2 separate regions of the Danio rerio genome follow, and region 1 is linked to region 2. The links are chromatin contacts, called in public HiChIP or PLAC-seq maps. All regions are on one chromosome and are shown on one strand. The core of a region is the stretch at or near the end of the contact, and the rest is flanking DNA. Distances in the headings are between cores, read along the strand shown. Region 1 holds the start of LOC100006839 (tripartite motif-containing protein 16). Region 2 holds the start of pdss1 (prenyl (decaprenyl) diphosphate synthase, subunit 1).

The links. HiChIP or PLAC-seq counts read pairs in DNA pulled down with a chosen protein or histone mark.
Region 1: an H3K4me3 HiChIP or PLAC-seq map of embryo shows a contact between it and region 2, with 2.8 times the contacts expected there. The contact joins the promoter of LOC100006839 here to the promoter of pdss1 in region 2. A contact is called at or near these places in 3 of 18 Hi-C or Micro-C datasets (caudal fin, hematopoietic stem cells and an unstated tissue) and 2 of 4 datasets of contacts at active chromatin or transcription factors (caudal fin and embryo).

What each region holds. Positions count from the first base shown.
Region 1 is chr24:6,537,377-6,542,956 of GRCz12tu, forward strand. LOC100006839 (tripartite motif-containing protein 16) reads left to right here and starts at 2,502. Exons shown (of 7, transcript XM_073941403.1): 1 at 2,502-2,637. The coding sequence starts at 2,502. All of the region lies in intron 7 of gpr158a (G protein-coupled receptor 158a), which reads right to left. zgc:174877 reads right to left here and starts at 2,516. Exons shown (of 5, transcript NM_001430955.1): 1 at 1,326-2,516. The coding sequence starts at 2,365.
Region 2 is chr24:6,212,937-6,218,045 of GRCz12tu, forward strand. It overlaps pdss1 (prenyl (decaprenyl) diphosphate synthase, subunit 1), which reads right to left and starts at 3,157. Exons shown (of 11, transcript NM_001017656.1): 1 at 2,988-3,157; 2 at 2,204-2,259; 3 at 542-668; 4 at 1-3. The coding sequence starts at 3,128. The region is part of intron 7 of gpr158a (G protein-coupled receptor 158a); the gene reads right to left. It also overlaps the pseudogene LOC100535043.

The DNA.
Region 1 (5,580 bases), core at 1,252-3,751, 320 kb after region 2:
GATGAGGACGTGCTTTCAAACTTCTTGTTTGGTGACAGGTTTAGTAGTATGGGTAGGTTTGAAGGTGTACAGGTTATATACAGTAATCTGAGAGTGAAAGTCAATAGCTTATAAGACCTCTTTGAAGACATATATTTTAAGACCTCATCGCCACTTTAGGTTTCAACTGGGAATATTGCCGACATTTTAACTTAAAGTTTATTTACTAAATGCTGATTGTAAAAAACATTATTCATACAGTATAATGAATTAATGTTTCAAACATTTATGAGTTTTCTTTTTTTAAATTAATACAAAATAGTAGAATTTTTATAACTCCTATAGTATTGATTTGAAACAAGTGAAGTGTGAGTAAAGAGCGAGTATATTATTTTCATTTTTTGTGGACTGTCCTTTTAAGGCCTGTGACTGAACGTTTCAATATTTCAAATTTTAAAACATCCAGCCACAAGAATTTTTTGTGACTTTAATAAAGATTAAATAATATACAAAGAAGACTATGCAGTGTTGATTATTCAATATCTGTACCTGAATAGTGAATACCTGAAAACCATAATTCACTTTTATCTTTACTATGTTTTATTTATCTATGCTTGTAATGTATTTGTTATATATTATTCGAGATTCACTTTTCAACAAAATCCCTCCAATCAACCCAAATAAACCTGTTAAATCATCTGGTGAAATTGTATTCACATCGCTATATACATCACAGAAATACAAAATAACGCAATGTCAGATTTTTTCAATATCGTGCAGCCCAAATTCAAGTATACAGATATATGTTCAATTAATTTCCATGACTTTTCCAAAACTTTGTGGGTTTTTCAGTTTTTCCAAAACTTTTTCAGGCCTGGAAAATGCCATGTCAAAATTCCATGATTTTTTCAGGTTTTCCATGACCGTATGAACCCTGACAGAAGAAAGTAAGCCGTTCAGGTATGGAATAAATTAAGGATAATTAAATAATGAAAAATATACATATTTAAGCAAACTTTCCTATTTATATAGTTATAACTAAGTAATAAATGTCTCCAAAATGAAAATTGTGTCATTGTTTACTGCATGACTGTATTATGTGGAATGCAAAAAGCTATTTTGAAGAATATTTTGATTGTTGCTTGAACAAATCTAGTTTTTGGCATTCAGAACGTATATGGATTGTGTTTCACAAAATACAAGATAAAAAGCAAGATGACAGTTTTCCTTTCTAGATGAATCATTCATTTGAATGTGAAATAAAAGAGTTGTTTAACATGATTTGGCTTTACAAACCCAGTGCAAAGTCCTCTGTTTACAAGCAAAGCCACTATTATTACCAGTACCTTTGTAAACAAACTGCCATGATCTCCCTCGGTTCGTTCAGTCTCTGAATCGCTGTTATCCTCAGACTGTGGTTAGTGTATATCGTTCTCGTGCCTGCCTCTTTGCATATTTTGGGCAGCATTTGGGACAAATGATTGACTCCCAGTGGGAGTCCAGTATACCAGATCTCATCACTGAGGAAATAGCTCCTTTTGGGCTGCAGATAGAGAGCTTTAGCGTCGGCTGGGATTTTCCTCAGGTATTTCTCCAGAGACGCAACAGGACACAGCGGATTCCCCGGCTCTTCAAACATAGCCTTCCGCTTCTTCTTATCCTTCTCCGGCATGTTCTTCGGTTCCTCGTGTAGTGCCATGGTGAAGTATTTAAATCCGTTTTGGTCCAGGTTCAGAGCAAATGTGTCTGGCTGCAGGTGTCGGTTGCCCTCCTTACCCCTGAGCCCAAAATGCAACTGGATGTCATACCACACCTTATACAACAAGCCCTTTGGGTTCCCAGGGTCCAGTGCAGTTGAATGTTTGAGGATGTGTTGGTCTTCAGGGGTAATTGGTGGGTAGTGTGTTGTTATATCCCTACCGGAGCGACGGATCTGCTTGACCACGCCTTTGAAAACATTGTTAGCAGACCTGAACTCAGCGTCCTGCATCAGATTCCACGCACGGTTGACCGGAGGGTCGTTAACGTACCGGTTGAGTCCAGCCCGGAGACCGACGTAGCTGCTGATCCCGTACAGCTCTCCTTTGCTGGTCCGAATAGATCCATAAAACTCGCGGAGGATTGTGTTTACCTCCGATTTATCGGCCGTTTTAAAGTCTATGGTCAGCTGCTTTTCCCGCAGCCAGGCTTTAAAACAGTTAACAGCCCATATGGTTTGCTTTACAGTACTAGACTCGTTCCGGGTGTGTTCCAATAAGTCCAAATCCGCTGATGATACGTTTGCACATCTGGATATCTGTGCTGTTAAAGCGGGGTCTCCTGCCTCCGTCTCTTCCTCCTCTTCACCTGAAGAGCTCTCACACTTTAAATCAAACATGCTGTTCATGGGAATAATGACCGGAGGAGGTGCTCTTTCTCCTTATTTCACGGATGCCAAATGATTATTTCCATGTCTGTAAAATCTGAAATGAACACTTATTATAAAGCGACTAGCTAACCTGTGCATATTGCTAGTAACGTTAATGTTCTCTTTCTTTGTTGTTCTTCTTCTTGGAGATGGTGGAGGATGGAGAGCCGCAGAAATATACCGCCACCTGCCGTTTACTGTGATAATAAGTAATCTTGTCCCAGGCTATGCTTTCAGCCGAGAGAATACAGGTGGTAAACATGTCTATGTACAATTTAATATACACATGTGATTTTAAATAAACGTTAAGCACATCAAATGCTACTGAAGTCCTGAGGCCTTGCAGTAAGAATTTTTTTCTCGAATATGATCAAAAACGCTCGTGCTTAATGTACATTCTTCATCATGTAAATGGTAGGCTATATCATTATTTACAATATACTATTCATTCAACTGTTGGCATTTTAAAGCTCTTTATGGCGCAAAATGCTGCATTTATAAATTATGAAGAATGATGAAGATGCTTTGCTTCCTTTCGGCAAGTTATTTACAACTTTGCGCCATATAGAGTTGCTTTAAAATGGCAAACGTTAAGGGAATATTGTTGTTAATAAAGATTTATAATCATATACATGAATATAATAATGAATCTACATTAATCATGAGCACGCGAGCGTTTTCGTTATGTCAAGATCAAAATTAAGTCGTGATCACGACATAACAACTTTTCGTTATGTCGAGATCACGAGATAATTAAGTCGTGATCACGAGATATCTAAGTCGTGATCACGACATAACAACTTTTGTTTTGTCGAGATCACGAGATATTTAAGTCGTGATCACGACATAACGAAAAGTTGTTATGTCGAGATCACGGGATAATTAAGTCGTGATCTCGACATAACAAAAGTTGTTATGTCGTGATCACGACTTATTTTTTTACTTTTTATTTATGTAGCCTGTTAATTATTATTATTATTATTATTATTATTATTATTATTATAGTTATTAATATAATTATTAATAGTATTATTATAAGTAGTAGTAGTAATTTTATAATTATTAATATTGTTGGTATTGTTATTATTACTACTATTTGGAAAATATCTGGCCTGTGGGTCTACACCGGCCCTGCGAACAGGGAGTGAATATGTGTGCAACACATTAAAGACGTTCAGAACAGCAATATAAAGATGGCTCAAGCACATTGTTAATGTTCATTCGTTATTAATTTGTATATCTTTATATATCATTATTTGCAATAATATTCCGGCAACTGTTACCATTTTAAAGCAACATATGGTGCAAAATGCTGCATAATAAATTATGAAGAAAGATGAAGATCCTGCTTATTTGCTTCCTTTCTGCAAGTTATTTACAATTACTTTAAAATTGCGCCATAAAGAGTTGCTTTAAAACTGCAAAAGTTAAGGAAATATTGTTGTAAATAAAGATATATAATATAATAATGAATGCAGGCTACAATAATCATGAGCACGCGAGCGATTTTGTTATGGCGAGATCAAGAGATAATTAAGTCGTGATCACGACATAACAACTTTTCGTTATGTCGAGATCACGAGATAATTAAGTCGTGATCACGATATAACAAAAAAGTTGTTATGTCGTGATCACGACTTATTTTTATTTTTTATTTTTTTTATTTTGTGCTTTTTATTTATGTAGCCTATTAATTATTATTATTATAGTTGTTAATAATATTATTAGTAGTAGTAGTAGTGGTAGTAGTAGTAATTTTATTAATATTAATGTTGTTGTTGTTGTTGTTGTTATTAATACTAATAACAGTAATAACAACAACAATGGCCAATATCTAGCCTGTGGGTCTGCACCAGCCCTGCGAACAGGGATTGAATAGCCATATGTGCAACACATTAAAGACATTCAGAACAGCCATAATAATATGAACGCAAACGCTCGAGCTCATTTGTTAATGTTAATTTGTTAATATTTTCATGTATATCTTTATATATCATTATTTACAATAATATTCCCTTAACTGTTACCAGTTTAAAGCAACTCTTCATGGCACAAAATGCTGTATATTAAAGAAAGATGAAGATCGTATTTGCTTCGTTCCTGCAAGTTAGTTACAAAAAGGCTACTTTAAAATTACGCCATAGAGTTGCTTTAAAATGGCAAAAGTTGAGAGAATATTGTTGTTAATAAAGATATATAATCATATACATGAATATAATAATGAATCTCATGAGCACGCGAGCGTTTTTGTTAAGGCGAGATCAAGAGAAAACTAAGTCGTTATCACGACATAACAACTTTTCGTTATGTCGAGATCACGAGATAATTAAGTCGTGATCTCGACATAACAGAAGTTGTTATGTCGTGATCACGACTTATTTTTTGCTTTTTATTTATGTAGCCTTTTAATTATTATTATTATTATTATTATTATTATTATTATTATTATTATTATAGTTATTAATATAATAATTAATAGCAGTATTATTATTATTAGTAGTTGTATTTTATAATTATTAATATTGTTGTTATTGTTATTATTACTACTATTTGGAAAATATCTGGCCTGTGGGTCTGCACCGGCCCTGCGAACAGGGAGTGAATATGTGTGCAACACATTAAAGACGTTCAGAACAGCAATATAAAGATGGCTCAAGCACATTGTTAATGTTCATTTATTATTCATTTCATGTATATCTTTATATATCATTATTTGCAATAATATTCTGGCAACTGTTACCATTTTAAAGCAAATGGTGCAAAATGCTGCATAATAAATATGAAGAAAGATGAAGATCCTGCTTATTTGCTTCCTTTCTGCAAGTTATTTACAATTACTTTAAAATTGCGCCATAAAGAGTTGCTTTAAAACTGCAAAAGTTAAGAAAAAATATTGTTGTAAATAAAGATATATAATATAATAATGAATGCAGGCTACAATAATCATGAGCACGCGAGCGATTTTGTTAAGGCGAGATCAAGAGATAATTAAGTCGTGATCACGACATAACAACTTTTCGTTATGTCGAGATCACGAGATATCTAAGTCGTGATCACGACATAACAACTTTTCGTTATGTCGAGATCACGAGATATTTAAGTCGTGATCACGACATAACAAAAAGTTGTTATGTCGTGATCACGACTTATTTTTATTTTTATTTTTTTGCTTTTTATTTATGTAGCCTATTAAT
Region 2 (5,109 bases), core at 1,907-4,406:
CTGCTGAATCAGAAAGATCACAAGGTCTGTTACAACACTTTGTTTTAGCCACCAAATTATAGATTTAGCTTCCATTCAATTCAGTAATAAACTCCCGAATACTGTACAAAAAGGGTTAAATGTTAATTCAATTCATTAAAAAAGCAGACTATGAATAAACCTCAATTTAACAAATTTTTCTAGAGTAATATTATTCACAATGTTGCTATAAAGTAGAAAATACACCAAAATAATAATAATCTGAAGAAATAAAACAGCTTTAAAATATATTTAGTCACAGGTAAAATAAAATAACAAGCACAATATTATTTTCACTACATATAAAATAAATGAAAATTGAGAATTCCCTTTTTACTACATATATAAATAAGTTTCCCAAATAGGAAGTGCCACCCATAATTTCAAATGCAAATTCTGTGTAAAAAGTGCAGTTTTTAATGTAGAAATGGAAAGTAATACAATAACTCATTAAGCAACTGTGGACAAGAAAAATGATTGGTGGTAAAATGCAAAACAAAACCATACAATATTCTTGGTTTACCTGTTTTATGTCATCATATATATTTTGCAAGTCCTTTTGTACGAGTGAGAAAGGATCTTTTAACTTTGCATCACTGTGTAAACTGCAGCTGACTCGGGGCGTTGAGTACAGATATTTACACCTGTGCCTGAAACACACACATGTTAAGACAATTAAACAAACCCATTCTGATTAAGAACAACGTACATTAACAAATGTGTAAGAAAACTAAATACAAATAAGCATGTCTGGATAAATAGATGTATGTCAAAGCTGGTTGACTATATTATGTTGTGAGTCAATTTAACCCCAACAAAAATTTTCAGAATTACTAGTTAACCTGGTATAGTTTAACTAGGTTCAATTAGGTTGATAAATGTTCCTTCAGAGCTTTGAGATGTTGTGGGAGAATGTGTGTAAAAGTAGTCAATAGTCATTTAACAATAGTTCACTGTAATAGCAATTCCATGAATTTCACATTTTAATATGTTTAACAGGGAAAAGACATTTTCACAATATTTGCTACTATTTTTTCGTCTAGAGAAAGTCTAATTTCTTTTAGTTTGACTGAAATTAAAACAGTTTTTCTTTCTTTTTAAATATCAACATTGTTAAATATAGTATATTAATACATATCAAAGTATTAGTGATGCGCGGATGGCGGTTATATCCACGGGCGCTGCGGATAATCCGTGGGTCGGGTAATAAAAAAATACATTATGATTAATTTCGGGTGGATGTAGCGGGACATGGCAGTGGACCAGCGAAAAAGCAAAGAGTGGGCTTTGCAGAATGGGAAGATATGAGACGCCCAAAAATAATGGATGAAGAGCAAGAGTAGCCTACTGTTCAAAGTTTCAGTTAGAGGAGTCATCAGAGGAAAATCTGCTATCCTTTTGGGAGAAACAAGATTGCTTTTTTCCACGACTATGATGCCTTGCTAGAAGAATCTTGTTCTACAACACGCGGTGCGAGCGAACTCTCATTCAGTGCAGCTGGCCGCATTTTGGAGGAGAGGCGGAATCACCTGAATCCAGGCACAGTAAAGGCTGTTCTGTTTTTGCACAGTGTGAAGAAAAAGGCCAAGTAAATACAACATAGTTTCCATTAAGGCTGAAGTGGCACCCTTTCTGTTATGTTGTTCCTGTATCTGTAAAAGCTAAAAAGTCTTACTTTTACTTTCTGTATCTATTTAAAAATGAAGAAAATGTTATCTAAAGTTTTACTATCAGAGATGTGCAGATTAGCTCACCGAGTCTGCTATTAATATTCACATTGACCTATTATCATGCCTAAAACAAAGAATTAAATTATTAAAGCGACGATCGGGTACGGGTTGGGTGCGGATACATAAGTCAGATAAAACTATATGCACGGGTGCATGGCGGGTGGATGATTATTATGAAGCCGCGGATTCGGGTGTCATTTCAGCGGATCCGCGCATCTCTACAAAGTATAGAAAATTTATCAATACTAGCCTCTTAGGTATTAAAAAAAATTAAAGTGTTTATGGCTATTTGCATTAGTATGCTGTTATATAATCATTATATAATAAGTGACATAAAAAAATCTCAAAATGACAATAATTTTGGCTTTATGCAACAGTTTTTATGACAATATATCACACAACAAAAATGGATTATCGTGACAGGCCTACAGTTATAATCCATATCATTAACATACCTTGAAAGAGTCACTGGTTTGTTAAAACTATGTACATGACCCTGCTGAAATAAAACCTGAAACACAAACAAAAAAAAAAAAAAACAGATCATACAGGCTGAATAATGCAGTTTGCATTAAAACAATAATGTAATTAGGACAGAGAGTATCACGGTCAAAATACAAATATGTTTTCAGCATCAGAATATGTAGACTCTTTTCATAAGGGTTCCAGAGTGTCCTGTTTAATTGTTCAAAAACGAAAAAAAAACAAAACTGTATTATCAGTAAATTACCTTCAAAGTACAACAATGTTCACAGTCAAATAAATAGTGCTATAAGTTAATGCTGTTTTGAAGTCAGACTTTATATTTCAGACATATAAATATTTAAATGATCGCAGTAAACTATATAGGAAAGAACTGTTAAGATGAACACATATCCGAACATAAGATCAACTTTACCTTAATCTGGCCATTTACCTCCATATATGTACACATGCTTTAAGTCAAGTCTTCTTGAGCAACATTCTTCTTCTTCAGTGAGTTTCAGTAAACTACAAATCAGCGGAAGTGTCTCTACTCCCGCACACTCCTGACCTTTAACATGAACACTTCATGAAACACTCATGTTGGCTTTACAAACGCGACTGCAATCATCTAACTGAACGCTTTTAACTCTGTTTTAGCGCACGATATGCTGTAAAGAGTCTTAAACCTGACCCATACAAACACAGCAGTGATCTGTCATTCATTTGCACACCGGTGACCTTCATCATCCGTGTGTGCTTCAGTGTGATCGATACCTGTGTGGCGGCGGAAGTAGCAGCTTTTCTTCCTGCTGAAGCCGCTGGAGTGAAAGCTCTTCTGCTGGAAATACAACAATATTGTAGTAATACAGCAGCTCCTGTGCTGCTCCTCCAGCATCGGCTCCACGGCACCGCCATGCTCGCACACACAACCGAGAGCCGCACATGCCCAGTGACGTCAGGTTACGGAACAGCACAGAGCCGCATGACCCGGAAAATACTGTCACGTGACGTGTTGTATAGCTATGGGTGTGCTGCCTTTTTTTTTTTTTTTTTTACAGTTATGAGATCTGTACAATTATTGTCCAGTTAAAAACACCAACAATAATTATGTAAAATATGTGTCACGTTACAAAGAAGTTTTTCTTCTTTCAAATAAAACGTTAATGCTTAAAATGTTACAAATTAAATATATAAGTTAATTACAGCAGTAATACATACATTTATTATATTGCTATTACATTTATTATTTAAAAATTCTATGATTTAAAAATATAATACATACATAAATTCTTTTTTTTTTGGTGTTTATTATTAGTGTTTTTATTATTTTTCAATGAATACGAAATGTTACATTTTAATAATAATAATATTTAACAAAATAAAATAAATAAATGCATTATTAGAGACAGCACAGTGGCGCAGTGGGTAGCACAATCGCCTTACAGCAAGAAGATCGCTGGTTTGAGCCTGGGTCAGTTGGCGTTTCTGTGTGGAGTTTGCATGTTCTCCTCGTGTTGGCGTGGGTTTCCTCTTGGTGGTCCGGTTTCCCCCACAGTGCAAAGACATACGCTACAGGTGAATTGGGTAAGCTAAATCATCCGTAGTGTTTGTGTGTGAATGGATGTGTGTGGCTGTTTCCCAGTGATGGGTTGCAGCTGGAAGGGCATTCGCTGTGTAAAACATTTGCTGGATAAGTTGGGGTTCATTCCGCTGTGGCGACCCCAGAATAATATATGGACGAAAAGAAAATGAATGAATGAATGTATACATTATTATAGTGATTTTTATGAATATTTATTTTAACCATGATTTAAACTAAAACAGCAACTAAAATGTAGTTCAGTGTAACAACGGTTTTCATAACAACAACAACAACAACAACAACAACAATAACAACAACAACAACAACAAAATCCAATATTCAAGGATCACAGTGGAGCTTAAAAGTTGCCAGTTTTTGATAATTTAAGATAGTATGGTCAATTTTGTACAGCCTAATTTAAAAGAGCAGGTAAAAAAAAAGCTATTATTATAAATACAAATATTCAAATATACATATGAAAAAAAGTTCAATAATTCAGTTTTATTAAAGGCTTTATATAATTGATTATTTAAAAAAATAAGTAAATTACCATCTGATAACTGAGATTAAGCTGTGATGGTAATTGTATAAAATCTCTGCATCGTCTATTCTATTAGATCACACAGTTTTGCTGTTGAGTTTAAACCTACCAAAAACCCAAGATAGAGCGGTTGAGTGAAGGTGGTCTGGACTCTGTGGATGAGGCTCATTGTGTCAGAGACGCTGTAGAAGGACAGAGTTCCTGCACTGTGATCCACATACACTCCTATTCTACTGCTGGACAACACTGGGAGAACAGTCTGTTTTCTATTGTGAAAAAAGTGCATGTGGAGGAAGAGCAGTACAACATCCATGAATGATCATTAAGTCCAAACACACACTCAGTGCTGTTTCCCTTCCTCCTGATGCTCTTATGTCACTGCTACATTCACCAGTCCACTCCACTCAATCTCACAGTAGGAGCGTCCACACACACTCTCTCTACACAACACCTGCCACCAAAAATCGAATCTGTCAGGATGATCAGGATACTGCTGGACTGTGTTTGTGTGAGAAACCAGTGTGTTCCTCTCAGACAGAAGGAGTTTTTTATTCACTGTGTTCGGATCCAGAGAGAGCAGACGGGAATCTAAGGAAGAGAAAATACAGAAGTTTGTGTAAAATTTTAATCATTTATTTATTCATTCACAGAGTCAAAGTTTATGTCCAGTTGCTTTCAATTATCAAACTAATTTCTAACCACTAATTTCTTTTGTCTTTGCCATGATGCATGTACTATTTTATGCAGTGTGTGTGTGTGTTTGTGTGTGTGTG